Regions from separate parts of the Ovis aries genome. Here region 2 is linked to region 1. Evidence: chromatin contacts called from public Hi-C data. All regions are on one chromosome and are shown on one strand. The core of a region is the stretch at or near the end of the contact, and the rest is flanking DNA. Distances in the headings are between cores, read along the strand shown.

Evidence for each region. A called contact is a pair of places that touch in the nucleus more often than the background predicts.
Region 2: a contact with region 1 is called in a Hi-C map of hypothalamus, with 5 times the contacts expected there. The contact joins the enhancer-like site here to the promoter of RNF150 in region 1. A contact is called at or near these places in 5 of 16 Hi-C or Micro-C datasets (hypothalamus, muscle, omental adipose tissue and 1 more).

The regions. Positions count from the first base shown.
Region 1 is chr17:16,727,793-16,734,011 of ARS-UI_Ramb_v3.0, forward strand. It overlaps RNF150 (ring finger protein 150), which reads left to right and starts at 3,029. Exons shown (of 7, transcript XM_060400648.1): 1 at 3,029-4,166. The coding sequence starts at 3,677. It also overlaps the pseudogene LOC132658068.
Region 2 is chr17:16,948,144-16,954,362 of ARS-UI_Ramb_v3.0, forward strand. RNF150 (ring finger protein 150) reads left to right here. Exons shown (of 7, transcript XM_060400648.1): 5 at 2,095-2,191. Among named protein-coding and RNA genes, the nearest start is that of TBC1D9, 150 kb to the right of the region's middle. Within about 2 kb of position 2,443, at least 5 of the 54 cell types and tissues checked have an H3K27ac peak or open chromatin away from gene starts, as enhancers often do. A contact at or near this core is called in hypothalamus, where this site is marked.

The sequences.
Region 1 (6,219 bases), core at 1,779-4,278:
ATTTCTATTTTACCCAACAGGTTGCAATCAGTTACTATCATTATTTATTTTGGTACCCAGATTGCCCCAGATTTGGCCAGCGGAAGCTTATGCATGTCCTTTCAGCATGTTTCCATCATGCTTTGAGCGCCTCCTGTAATAGGCTCCTAGCTCACTTTGTACCTTCCCAGCCCAAGCAGAGGAATCAGCCCTGGTTTCACTTAAGGGAGGATGGAACTCAGAAACCAAGACCTTCTGGGCACCTGATGTGTCCATTACTTCTAGCCTCTGAATGAAAATAGCTATGGTGTCTATGCGTGTGTGTGACGATTTCCCAGTCATTTAGAATTCAGTGCAACACCTTAGGGTTCTTTATGAAGCTGAGCAGGATCCTGTGAGGCCCACCTGGGTACAAACCCTTTCTGTGATCCCATTTCTTATTTAATAAATAGGTTTCATTCAACCTCCATGATCTTCCCTGAGTCTCAAAGGGCAGATGCAAACAGTTCTTTATCAGGGAAGGGAGGACATGCAGAAACAAAGAAGTAGTAGTCAGGGCAGGGTCCTGGCTCTTCTTCAAGGATTATATATAACAATATCTTTGAGTTCTTCTGCAGGAACTAAGGTCCCTCCCTATCCAGGGGGATGATGGCAACTTCAGGATAAGCACAATATTCCTGGCGCTCCACTGTGTTACTTCACCACCAACCAATCAGAAGGAAGACTGCACACAGGGGAAGATAAATGAAGACTCTGACCCCTTCCCCCAATGATTCTCCCTTTAAAACCATTCAGGGTCCAAAAGACTCTTTGAAGTTGGTGTTTGGACACGAGTTCACCTTCTTCCCCAGAGAAGGCAATGGCAACCCACTCCAATACTCTTGCCTGGAAAATCCCATGGACAGAGGAGCCTGGTAAGCTGCAGTCCATGGGGTTGCTAAGAGTCAGACACAACTGTGTGATTTCGCTTTCACTTTTCACTTTCCTGCATTGGAGAAGGAAATGGCAACCCTCTCCAGTGTTCTTGCCTGGAGAATCCCAGAGATGGGGGAGCCTGGTGGGCAGCCGTCTATGGGGTCGCACAGAGTCGGACACGACTGAAGCGACTTAGCAGCAGCAGCAGCCACCTTCTTCCCAGGTTGCTGGCCTCTTGAATAAACCAACCTTTCCTTTTCAACCAACTTGTCTCTCAGCTATTGGCTTTCCAGGGGTAAGCAGTCAAACCCGAGCTGGGTAACATTTATAGCTTTCTTTCATTCCATATTCATAAATTCTTTGTTCAGTACTAAGAAACCTGGCTCCCATTATATTTAATATTTTACATATTTGCCCAGTAGCCCTATAATGAATCAGTCTCCCAGCCAGGAAGCTACCTCCTTCATCCTGCCATCTCCTCAGCCTCTGACTTATCCTCTAAGGGAGAGAAGAATGGGGCAGTCATGCACTCTTAATGATACAGATTCACCAAGTTTTGTGGTTGGAGAAAAAATGCTAAGAGTCAGAGAAATATGGGGAACCACTCTGGTTTGTGAGGCCTCTATACAAAAACCTCACTGGGATTTTTGAGCAATGGACTCAGATCTCTGGTGGTTCAGGAACCAGCTGCCAGGCAGTCTTCACTTTTGCCATTTTGGCATTAAGCGCTATAAAAAGCACTGTCCCAATTGCCTAGAAGCCTATTTTCTGAGACAAATAAGTTAGGGAAACACACAAACCCAGCACATCCAATACCACAGAGACACATTCTTCTAAGTAGTTCTTCTTGGGCCTGCTTCTAATTTGGGTATAGCTGGGATTCTCTGGTCTCCCCTAACAGCCACCAGCTGTTCTACTGCTGCTGGAAAAAGAACAGCCCCTGCTGATGGGTAGCCATTAACAGATCTTGCAAACATGCTAATATCTGGGATGGGAGGGAGAAAAAGGTGGACTTTTGTTTTCATCATTAATTGGATCCTGAGTTCTCAGAAAGAGTGCCAGCTGGGAAGTTCAATGTGGGTGATTAAGAACCATCACACAAATTATTTTTGAGACTTGACAGGTATCTGAAGCCAGGGAAACTGTGGGTGTGAAAAGCTAACCACTCAAACATTTACTTGGTAAGGAATTGTGCTGTATCGAAGTTTTAAGAACACAACTCCAGAGTGGCTTACTCTCTGCTAACTAGTCGTGATCTCTATGCACAGCTGGGCAATACTCTAGAAACAATCCCCCCAAACCAACGTATCTTGCCTACTGATGCTGTAAGTATTCTGTTACCTGTCATGACAACTGGAGGGGGGGGGAACAGTAAAGAAATAGCTCACCCAATTAATTTTCTTACGGAGTTAGAGAACACTCATTCTATAGGAAAACATATATCGCGTTTGCGATAGTAAGACAGTAAGAAAGACAGAAAGATAGTAAGACAGTGAGAAAGAAGCCCACGTGTAGACGCATGCTGATGGGGTGGTCCCTAGACCAGCAGCATCAACACGACCTGGCAACTTGTTAGAAAAACATAATATGGAACTCACCCCAGATGTACCGAATGAGAAACTGCAGCAGGGCCCATCAATCTGAATTCTAAATACCCGCTACTCCGCCTCCGCCTCCGCCTCCGCCTCGGTGTGACACGGCTGTACGTTCAAATTTGTTTATCGCCGCCCTAGACATTCGAGGCATGGTGTTGGAAGGACCTGGCTACCAACTAAAGTTACCCGTTGGCCCTAGGATGGGTAATTAGGGAGTTCGCTGCAGTTCCTTCTGCAAACTGAAAAGTTTATCACACACACACACACACACACACGCACACGTCTCTACATTTAAGATGCAGGAAGTTGTTCCTGTCCTCCTGGTCTAGGGGTCGCTTCCTCCCTTCGCCTCCACCTGGACCAAGTAGCAGACTAGGTGGAATTTGAGACCCGGCAGGGGTCGCTGCTGCCCATAAAGAGAGAGCCGGGGAAGCGTGGCAAGAGAAGCCTAGACTCTTTGACATCACACTAAGCTCCTCCTTGCACGCACACAGTAGACACACACACAAACATACACAGACACACGCACACGCACACACACACTGACCGCGTAGTCTTCTCTCTGCCGGCTTGCTCCCGGTACCCCCGAGCCGGCCCCTCCCGCCGCAAGTGTGTGCTGGGCGCAGCCAGCGAGGAGCCGAGTGCCGACAGCCCGAGGGACCCGGCGCACAGCAGTGGCGGCCGCCGCGCCCGCTGCCGGACCCGCTCGCCCCAGCGCTCGGCGACGGCGACCGGGACACCTCGCCGGCACCCCGGGCTCCGAGCAGCCGCGCCCGTCCCCGCCTGGGCTGCAGGGCGCCGGGGCACCACCCCGCACACTGCCGGGCCCCCTGCCACCCCTATGCCAGAAGGAGAAGCGGGGCGAAGGAGCAGGACGCTTGGCAGCCGGACTCCGCCGCAAACCCTGAGCGCCCCCTCCGCCCGCGCCCCTCCGGCGCCCGCGAAGCGAGATGCAACCGCCACGCTCCGGCTGAAAGGGGAAGGGGCCGGCGCCATCCGCTCGCTCCGAATCCTGTCTCCGCGGCGGCTGCGCGTCCCGGCCGCGGCCCCCCGGGCCCGGGAGTGAGCAGGAGCAGGAGGAGGAGGACAACGACGAGCGGCCGGCCCGGGGTTGGCCGGGGCTGGGGAGGAGGGACGGCGCGCGGGGGAGCGCGCGGGGGGCGGGGAGGGGGCCCCGGCGGATAAAGATGGCAATGTCTCTCATCCAAGCGTGCCGCAGCCTGGCTCTCTCAACATGGCTGCTTTCCTTTTGTTTCGTGCATCTGGTCTGCCTGGACTTCACCGTGGCCGAGAAGGAGGAATGGTACACAGCCTTCGTGAACATCACCTACGCCGAGCCCGCGCCGGACTCCGGGGCCGGGGCGCCGGGCGGCGGCACCACCGCCACCGAGCTGCACACCGAGAAGAGCGAGTGCGGGCGCTACGGGGAGCACTCGCCCAAGCAGGACGCCCGCGGGGAGGTGGTCATGGCCAGCTCGGCCCACGACCGTCTGGCCTGCGACCCCAACACCAAGTTCGCCGCCCCGGCCCACGGCAAGAACTGGATAGCCCTCATCCCCAAGGGCAACTGCACCTACAGGGATAAGATCCGGAATGCGTTCCTGCAGAACGCCTCCGCCGTGGTCATCTTCAACGTGGGCTCCAACACCAACGAGACCATCACCATGCCCCACGCAGGTAAGCGGGCTCCGGGCGGGCTCGGGGCGGGGGCGGGGAGCCCAGGGCGGGTGGAGGCGCCGAGACGGATCCAGCGCCTGCCTCCTCGCTCCTTTCTGGGAAGTCTGTGCTTTGCTAAAGACGCGTCTCTGTTGCCTAGACCTACTAAGTTTCGCTCTGCGTCACTTCGTGGGATTTGCAAAGAAGAGAGGACTCACTCCATTGTGGGGGACCAGGGAGTGCGTTCCACTTAACACAGAGCCACTCGGACAGGGGTTGGCCGAGGGGGCCTAACTTTTCCGGGGAGGATCTGGAAGGTGGGGTGTGAGGGGGGAGGAGGGGTGGGCAGGGCTCGGATGTTGCTCTGGTCTAGTGAGTGGCCTCGCATCTGTTTGGGACCCGGAGATCTGATCTTCTATGTGTGCATCAGGTATACTCCTGATGCCGGCGTTTCTGTATCAGGAGCGAGGTAGGATTACTGATGCTGGCGCTCGCCACCGCCAACTTGCTCAAGTCGGGTTTCAGGGTTTCAGCTCTTCGTGGGAGATTAAGAGTCCACCCACCCCCACCCCCACCCCGCGCCACCCGCTGGGTTGACGCACGTCATAAATAATACTGAAAATCCTGTGCTCTGCCAAGCTGTCATCCGGACAGGCTGACAGGCAGGCACGATGGTAAATGATCAAGAATCCTTCACAAGCCAACAAGAGCATAGTGGCCATAAAGTTATGCCTGCTTTTCTAGTATTGCAATCCTTGCCACCCGCCTGGGAGGTTAAGTATGCTGAAGGTTTCCTTTAGGGCGAAGAGATTTCACGGTAGAAATAATAAGGTTTTCGTAAAGATTGCAGGGTGCCCAGACTGGAAATCCATGACTGCCCTAAGACGCACTGTTTCTCCGTGTGCCTGACATAACAGTGCTTCCTTGGTAGGAACAGCAAAGTCCTCTCCAGGTTTGTTAGCAAAAGCAGCTCATTTTAGCAGGTTCGCCCCCTTGAGTTCTGGGTTACTTCTTGTTTCTGTGTGCCTCTAGAACCTTGCCCCCTCTTTGCCAGAAGCTGGGTTTGAGGCTGTGGCATCGGGGAGGGAGTAGCAGGGAGTGGAAGTGGCAGATTCATTTTCTTACTGGAGTCACCGGATCAAAGACATTATTAAAATCTGACTTTTAAAGAAATTAAACAGTTATGCTTCTGAAATGGAGTAGCAGGCTTTGGCCACATTGGAGGAGGGATGCATTCTTTGGGGACAAGTTTTCATTCCGCTCCTGTCACCTATTAGGGAAATATACAGTGGGTTTGCCCCTCGTGGTCAGCATTAGCTGTTACAGACATAGAATTTAACCCTGCTGCAAACAGGTGGGGTGGGGAAGGGTCCGGAGAAGGCAATGGCATCCCACTCCAGTACTCTTGCCTGGAAAATTCCATGGATGGAGGAGCATGGAAGGCTGCAGTCCATGGGGTCGCTGAGGGTCTGATACGACTGAGCAACTTCACTTTCACTTTTCCCTTTCATGCATTGGAGAAAGAAATGGCAACCCACTCCAGTGTTCTTGCCTGGAGAATCCCAGGGATGGGGGAGCCTGGTTGGCTGCTGTCTATGGGTCTGCACAGAGTTGGACACAGTACTTCTAACTCAGGGTAAAAAATAATGCAATGCATGAATGAATGAAAGGGAGGAGGGGGCAGTTAACTTCTTTAAAAAGTTAGTATAGAGCACTGAGGATATACTTTATTGAGCTCAACAGTTTTGTAGGTGAAAAAGATTATACTCTGACCTTGAATCATAAGAGCCCTGTGTAAACTTTATGATAGTCGAGGATTTGGAGGACTGTGGAAGAGCATGTTAAATCATGTAAAAGATCTTTGGAAACATATTTAATATCTAAACCTCAATGAGGAGAGCATGAAAGATGGGTTTTTGGTTTTGTTCTTTACCTCAAGAAGATTGTTAGTCGCCTTTGCAGGATCCTTTAAATATGGCTCTTTTTTTGCATGTGCATGAAATCAGATTCTTCAGCTTCAAACACAAAGTTAAGAGGCATCATTTGTTTCTGTCTAAAAAGAACTGCCAACACA
Region 2 (6,219 bases), core at 1,193-3,692, 220 kb after region 1:
CCTGTGCCTGGCAGACTCGGGGAGGAATAGGGGTATCTTCATCTTACAGACGAGGCAGAGAGACTTGGGGACTTAAAACAGGTAACTGGCCCTGCTGCCTTTCTGTCCGCAGCATATGTGCAGGAAACGCCACAGAGCCTGCCCTCCCAGGGACAGTCAGAGAGACCAGAGTATTTGCCATTTTACCAGGAACACCACCAGTGAGTGAGCACATTCAGATTAGGAACTTGTTTTCTGAATGTAGAACCTGCACATAGGGAGGTTGATCATTGCTTTGGGGTGAGGGGTTACAGAAAGTGTTAAGTGTGTTAGTCACCCAGTCCTGTCTGACTCTTTGCAACCCCATGGACTGTAGCCTGCCAGGCTCCTCTGTCCATTAAATTCTCCAGGCCAGAACACTGGAGTGGGTAGCCATGCCCTTCTCCACAGGATCTTCCCAAACCAGGGATCAAACCCAGGGGTGGGGGGGACAGGATGCTTTGTCGAGCATCAGCCCCTTCATCCCACTGCTGCACTAAGACAGGCGGTCTTCCTGTGCCCAGGTCGGGGCATCTGTACAAGCCAGTCATTTTGCCTAGAAGACCCTTCTTCCTCCCCCATCCCCTTCACATGGACCATATCTGTGTAAATCTTCAGGTCTGAGCTTCAGCACGTCATCAGGGAAACTTTCTCTGTGCATCCAAACTAGGGCCCATCTCCAGTTACAAGCTCCCCCCACCCCCTGCTAACACCATGTTCTTCTAATGAGACATATAGCACTGTCATCATGAAGTAGCTTATTTCTCTCTTACTAGTGTCTGCCTCTCCTGTTACATTCCCAAAGAAAAGGAACCAAATCACTATCATGCAGATTTCCCAGCAAGGACACAGTTCTTAGCAGATATTACTTGTCAGATGGATGCATGGATAAAGGAATGAATGAATGTAATGTGTTTTCTTCTAATCAGGGAATCTGTAGGGCATCTCAACAATCACCTGAAAACACAGGGCGCATCCAGGAGGCTCCTCTCTGTTTCCTAATCCCCAATTTGATCATTTCCTGTCCACTGCCAGTCCCAGCCTTGGCACATGGGTTCTTCACGTCACTTGCAGAAGTGGTGCTTCTTCTCTGATTTCAGAGGTCCTTTGTAAGCGTTTGAGCCTAAAGCCTTCCAACACAAACTCTTAGAATCGTTAGAATAGTAGAACACCAGAGTGAGGGAAGCGTGTGGAAGGATTCCAGGAATGGTGCAAGGTTGAGGAGTCAGGCATGGGTGGCGTGTGCTAAGGATGCCCGCATACTTAACATGGACGGTTCTCTCTCTTCTTGCTCCAGACAGGAAATTCTGACTACTTCTGCCTGTGGTCTGGAGTCTCGTGAGACTTCCATGAGAAGACAAGCTTCTGACTCAAGCAGCCCCTGATATCTCTGAGTGGGCTCCTGTGAGCCAAGTTGAGAGGAAGTTAGGAGCCTCTACCCCCATACCTGTGAAAAGCCACCCCCTTATCCTGCCACACAGAGGAAGGCTCCTGAGGGTGGGCACTTGAGGCTGAACAGTAAAGCTTACAGTACCACTCACCTGGTTTCTGACCTAACAACCACCAGTCATAACAGCTTAAAATCTCACCTGTGCTGTGAATTGCTTCCAAGAGCTCTTCTGCCCTTTGTGAGTCACCCGAATATCAATAGAAATGAGGCTCTGTTTTGTGGTTTTCTCCTGATGGCGGGACAAGACATTCGGGATTGATTTAAAAGTGGCCTCTGTCAAGTTAGCCCAGAAGAGTCTGTGCAAGTTTCTCCCATTTGCCTTCTTTCCATTCAAGGGTCTTTCTGTCCAGAAACATCTCTCTGTTTCTACGTTCTCTGTCTTTTCTGAAACTTGGAAGTCTTGGCTGCAGTTTGTAGACGACCCTCCCGGGAGCCAGACAGATGCTGACTGTATGACCACAGGATGTAACAGAAAGCTTTATCGGCCCGGGTGTTCGGAGATGGAGGTCCCAGAGTCTTGGCTCTGCCGCTGAGCGGTGCCTGACTTTGGACAAGTCTCCGGGCTGGAGTGGACGCGGTGCTCTCCACAGTTACCGCCACGCTAAGATGTATGGTTCTCATTGCAGGCATCTTTTCCACAAGTCCTGTGTTGACCCCTGGCTTCTAGACCATCGCACCTGTCCCATGTGCAAGATGAACATTCTTAAAGCCCTAGGGATCCCGGTAAGCACAGTACAGCCTACAGCCTCGTCGTGTCTGTCTCTCCACATTTCCCACTCAGCAGGGAGAAAACTCCCTGGGTTGTCTGTGTTCCCTCGACCCCAGAGCAGTGGCGTCACGTGATGAGGCCCTGGGAGCCCTTTCCCACATCTGGACACATGTCTCCTCTCCCTTTGTCTCCATCTGAGAACATCGTGACCCTCCCACCGTGTTTGTTGTTTTGTCTGTGAGTCGAGATGTTGCCTGAGCAGCTCACAGGCTCCTCCTCCGGGCTGCAGTGGGTGATAGCAGGTCAGCCACCAGCAGAGGCCAGGGCTACACTGATGACACTCTTCTTGTCATTTACCTGCACCGTCGCCAGGCAGACCCAGCTGCCACGCTTTCCCCACCATCGCCCAGCTTCCGGAGGAGACACGCTCTTCCGGACAAGGGGCAGAGAGGTCAGCCTCTGGGCATCTGGCTTGGTGGCCTCTGCTAAACTCACATCTCTGCGAGAGCTTGAGAGAGCAGGAAACCAGAGCCAGAAGCCCTAAATTCCTGCACTCCCATCAAGCTGGCACCCTCGGTTACAGGTTTTAGCAAACTTAGTCTCTCACCCAGTACACGCAACATCGCCCAGCAGGCTGGCTTGATGCTCCAGGGAAGGACTTTCCCGGGATCGTATCGAGTGAAGGCCATGGGCTGGTGGTTGGGGAGACACCAGCTGCTGTCATGAGGGTGGGAAGCAAACCAGGCCTCCAGACCCAAGGGCTGCGGAGACATGTGAGAACAGCGTAGGTGCCGCCTAAGAGAAGCTGGACCGGCAGCATACAGAGACCCTCTTCCCCCTCGCCCCCTCCGCTTTGCTGAAGCCTCCCTCTTGTCACTCCTCACGACTCATGGCAGAGAAGAAATAGAATTTTTAAAGTCCCAAGATGTCACTGAAGAAGAAAGGATCAGCTCAGAAATCAAAGGCCTTATTTAATGCCAAAGGCTAATTATCCCAGGAAGATCAGAGTGACTGTTGCACAGGGCACACCTGAATCATCATGAGGTCACGGACTGGCTGAATTTTCTGCCCTGTACCAGCTGCCTCTGCCAGCTGTGTGCTGATTATTTTTTCTTACAGTCAGTACACCAAACACAAATCAACTTGTGTGACTGTAGCTTTGAGCTAGATTTTAAAAGGCAATGCATTAAATTTTCAGAGCAGTATTGTCAATGCATAATAAATTCAAGGTGAGAATCAATGACAGTGAACATGAACTCTGAGCAAAAAACCCAGCGTCTCTATCAGAACTAATGACTTAGAAAATTTAACTCGCTGTTTGCATGTTTCACATATCTGGCTCTAACTGGTTTTTACCAGGGAGGAGGGAAATGTATGTATGTGTGTACTTACATGTGTGTATGTGTGTCTTTGGGTTCTAAAATCTTTAACATGTTTGCAGTGAAAGGTAGACAGTCACATCGTTTTTAACCTACTTCTTGTTGCTTAAGGATATCTCCAAAGCTCCCAGGTTTCAACCCCAGGGCTTCTTGGTCAGGACAATGAAACCAAACCACCGCCAGTGTTTACAGTTTATACTAAATAGCATTCCACTCCAGACTTTTTCTGGGAAAGTATAACTTCTGCAGACCTTGTAAATATCTGAGAATCATAAATGCCTCAAGAATACAGCTAATCATTGTTTTTTAAAAGGGAATTATTAGGTGGCCTTCGGGCTTCTTTCCAGAAACGAATAACATTTTAACTTTTAGTAATCGGGCATCCTGGCCACAGATTGTTTCTTGTCCAGCCTGGATAGGATTTTACTCAGCACGCTTGCGAAAAAGTAGAAGTCAGTAGCATCTTTGGATTTTGTCAAGGATTCTTAAAGGCCAGTCAAACAGGAACATGACACCACTCAAGCTGGCCCCAGAGAACAGAACGTCCTCTATGAAGAAGAAGGCAGGCATGCAGGCTGCCTCTCATGAAGCACTGAGGCATATGGCTGCCCCCATGCCTCCCTGGTGCTTTGTCCTGGAGGATGGTACTGAAGTCTGGATCAGGGACCAATTTAGGATACTGTTCTCCAAACCTTTAAGCATGGTAGCACCATGCTTACATTATACCAAAGAGAGGATGTTTTCAGTCCATTCTTAGAACTCACTGTGTAAATGGACAGGCTCACAGCCTTCTCAATTAGGAAAAACTTCCTATAGCTAACTGAAACCCTTTTCATGCAGCTCAAAGAAGTTGTTTTATAATTTTTTTTAAACTCCTTTTGCTCCATTTCTTCCCCATCAAAGAAAATTGAAAAGAGCCTGTCAGCCTCTCTGATAATTGGTGCCTGTTTGTCCTTCATCTCTGGATCCCTTACACGTGCTTAGAGCTCAGTAAGTGTTTGTGGCTTTGTAGGCCTTCAGAGTGGGAAGGCTGCCAGTCACAGAGGGGTGTTTATGAAATTCACCCTGATTCTCCTTTGAGGAATGTCCATTCACCAAAGACTTGGCTATAATCCTGATCCACTAGACTGTCCAAATACAGGGCTTTGTGTTTGATTTTGGTCTGTCTTCTATTGTTTTTAACTGAGTAATCTTGTGCCTGCTTGTGCGCTAAGGCAAATAAAAACAAGTGGGAAGCTTAGGGCTGGGGACATTTTCATTTTTGTAAAAGGTTTCTCTAAAACGAGCTAAAGAATGAGAGCGAGGCTCATGGATTGTGAAACTCCCATCACAATGGTATCTTTCCCCATTATATTTTGCCACGAGAAATAAAAGACTGAACTGAAAAGGGTGGGTGGGGGAGTCCTTTATTGTCAGAGCATTTTCATCCCTTTATCTACATTCAAGTGCTTCATCCTCCTTTCTCTCCAGTAAGGTTTAGGGGTGTCTTTGCAGAATGACCGAACACATCACTAAGCACTCTTATAAGGCACCACATAACACAGGCCTTTTTTATCCCAGCAAGCACGGTCTCCCGTCACTATTATCCTGGTATGACTAGGATGATTGTTAATGAATAGAAAATCCCATGGAGTTGGTGTATTTACTAGTCCCTAACTATTTAGCAGTTGGTTTATTTGACGAGTTTCCCTGCTAACCTGAATTTGAATACCTATATGCTGTTCACTTACAGATGGCTTTTGACACCTCTTACTAAACATTATGATTGTAATTTCTCTTAGTGGTATATAAAGTGGTTTTCTTTTCAAAATATTACTCTATTTTGATGAACCATTTTGAATGGATATAAACCGTGAGGTTCTGCAAGGTTGGTCTGTTAAATATTAATACTATAGCTAAGCCAAATTATTCATGCCTGCTCACGCTAACAGTCTCCCTGAGCTAATCCACTGTTTCTCTTTTCCTCTACTCCCTTCTCTTAAAAACATAACACTATTCCTCCTAGCCCACAAAGTAAAAGTGAACATGCTGCATCAAAATTAATAAAAATAATTTCATAAAAAGAAAGCAAGCAGGAATGTGATCAACAAGCAAAGTCAACATTTTGAAAAATATATCAGTTGTTATTCCATCTATGGTCACATTCAGACGTTTATGGCTGGAAGACAACCAGCACAGTATCCTTACCGGGAACTCCTCCCTGCTACCCCCACACAACTGGACATGCTCACGAACATCTTTACATAGAATAGAGGAGGGAAAATTCATTTTTTTCTTCTAGTTTTGCCAGCTGGTCCCTATAAATGAGACTTGTAAATGACAGATTAGCAAGAGAAAATCAAACAGTATATGAGCCATGAGTAGCCACAAGAGCACTTGGTAATGAGTGACTCACAGAGCTGGTTAGAACTTCAGCTTATATAGCATTTTCAAAAAGCAGCAATAGGGACTTCCCTGCAGTCCAGTGATTAAGACTCCACCCTTCCCATGCACGGGGCATGGATTCCATCCCTTGTGAGGGAACTAAGATCCCACATGCCATGCCACACAGCCAAAAAAAAAAAAAAAAGAGCAAGAAATTTTTAGAGAAGTGATGAGACAAAAGGAAAGGACTTTGAGTTTCTAGGACAGCAAATTGTGGAAAGTTAAGTATATGGGGGAAC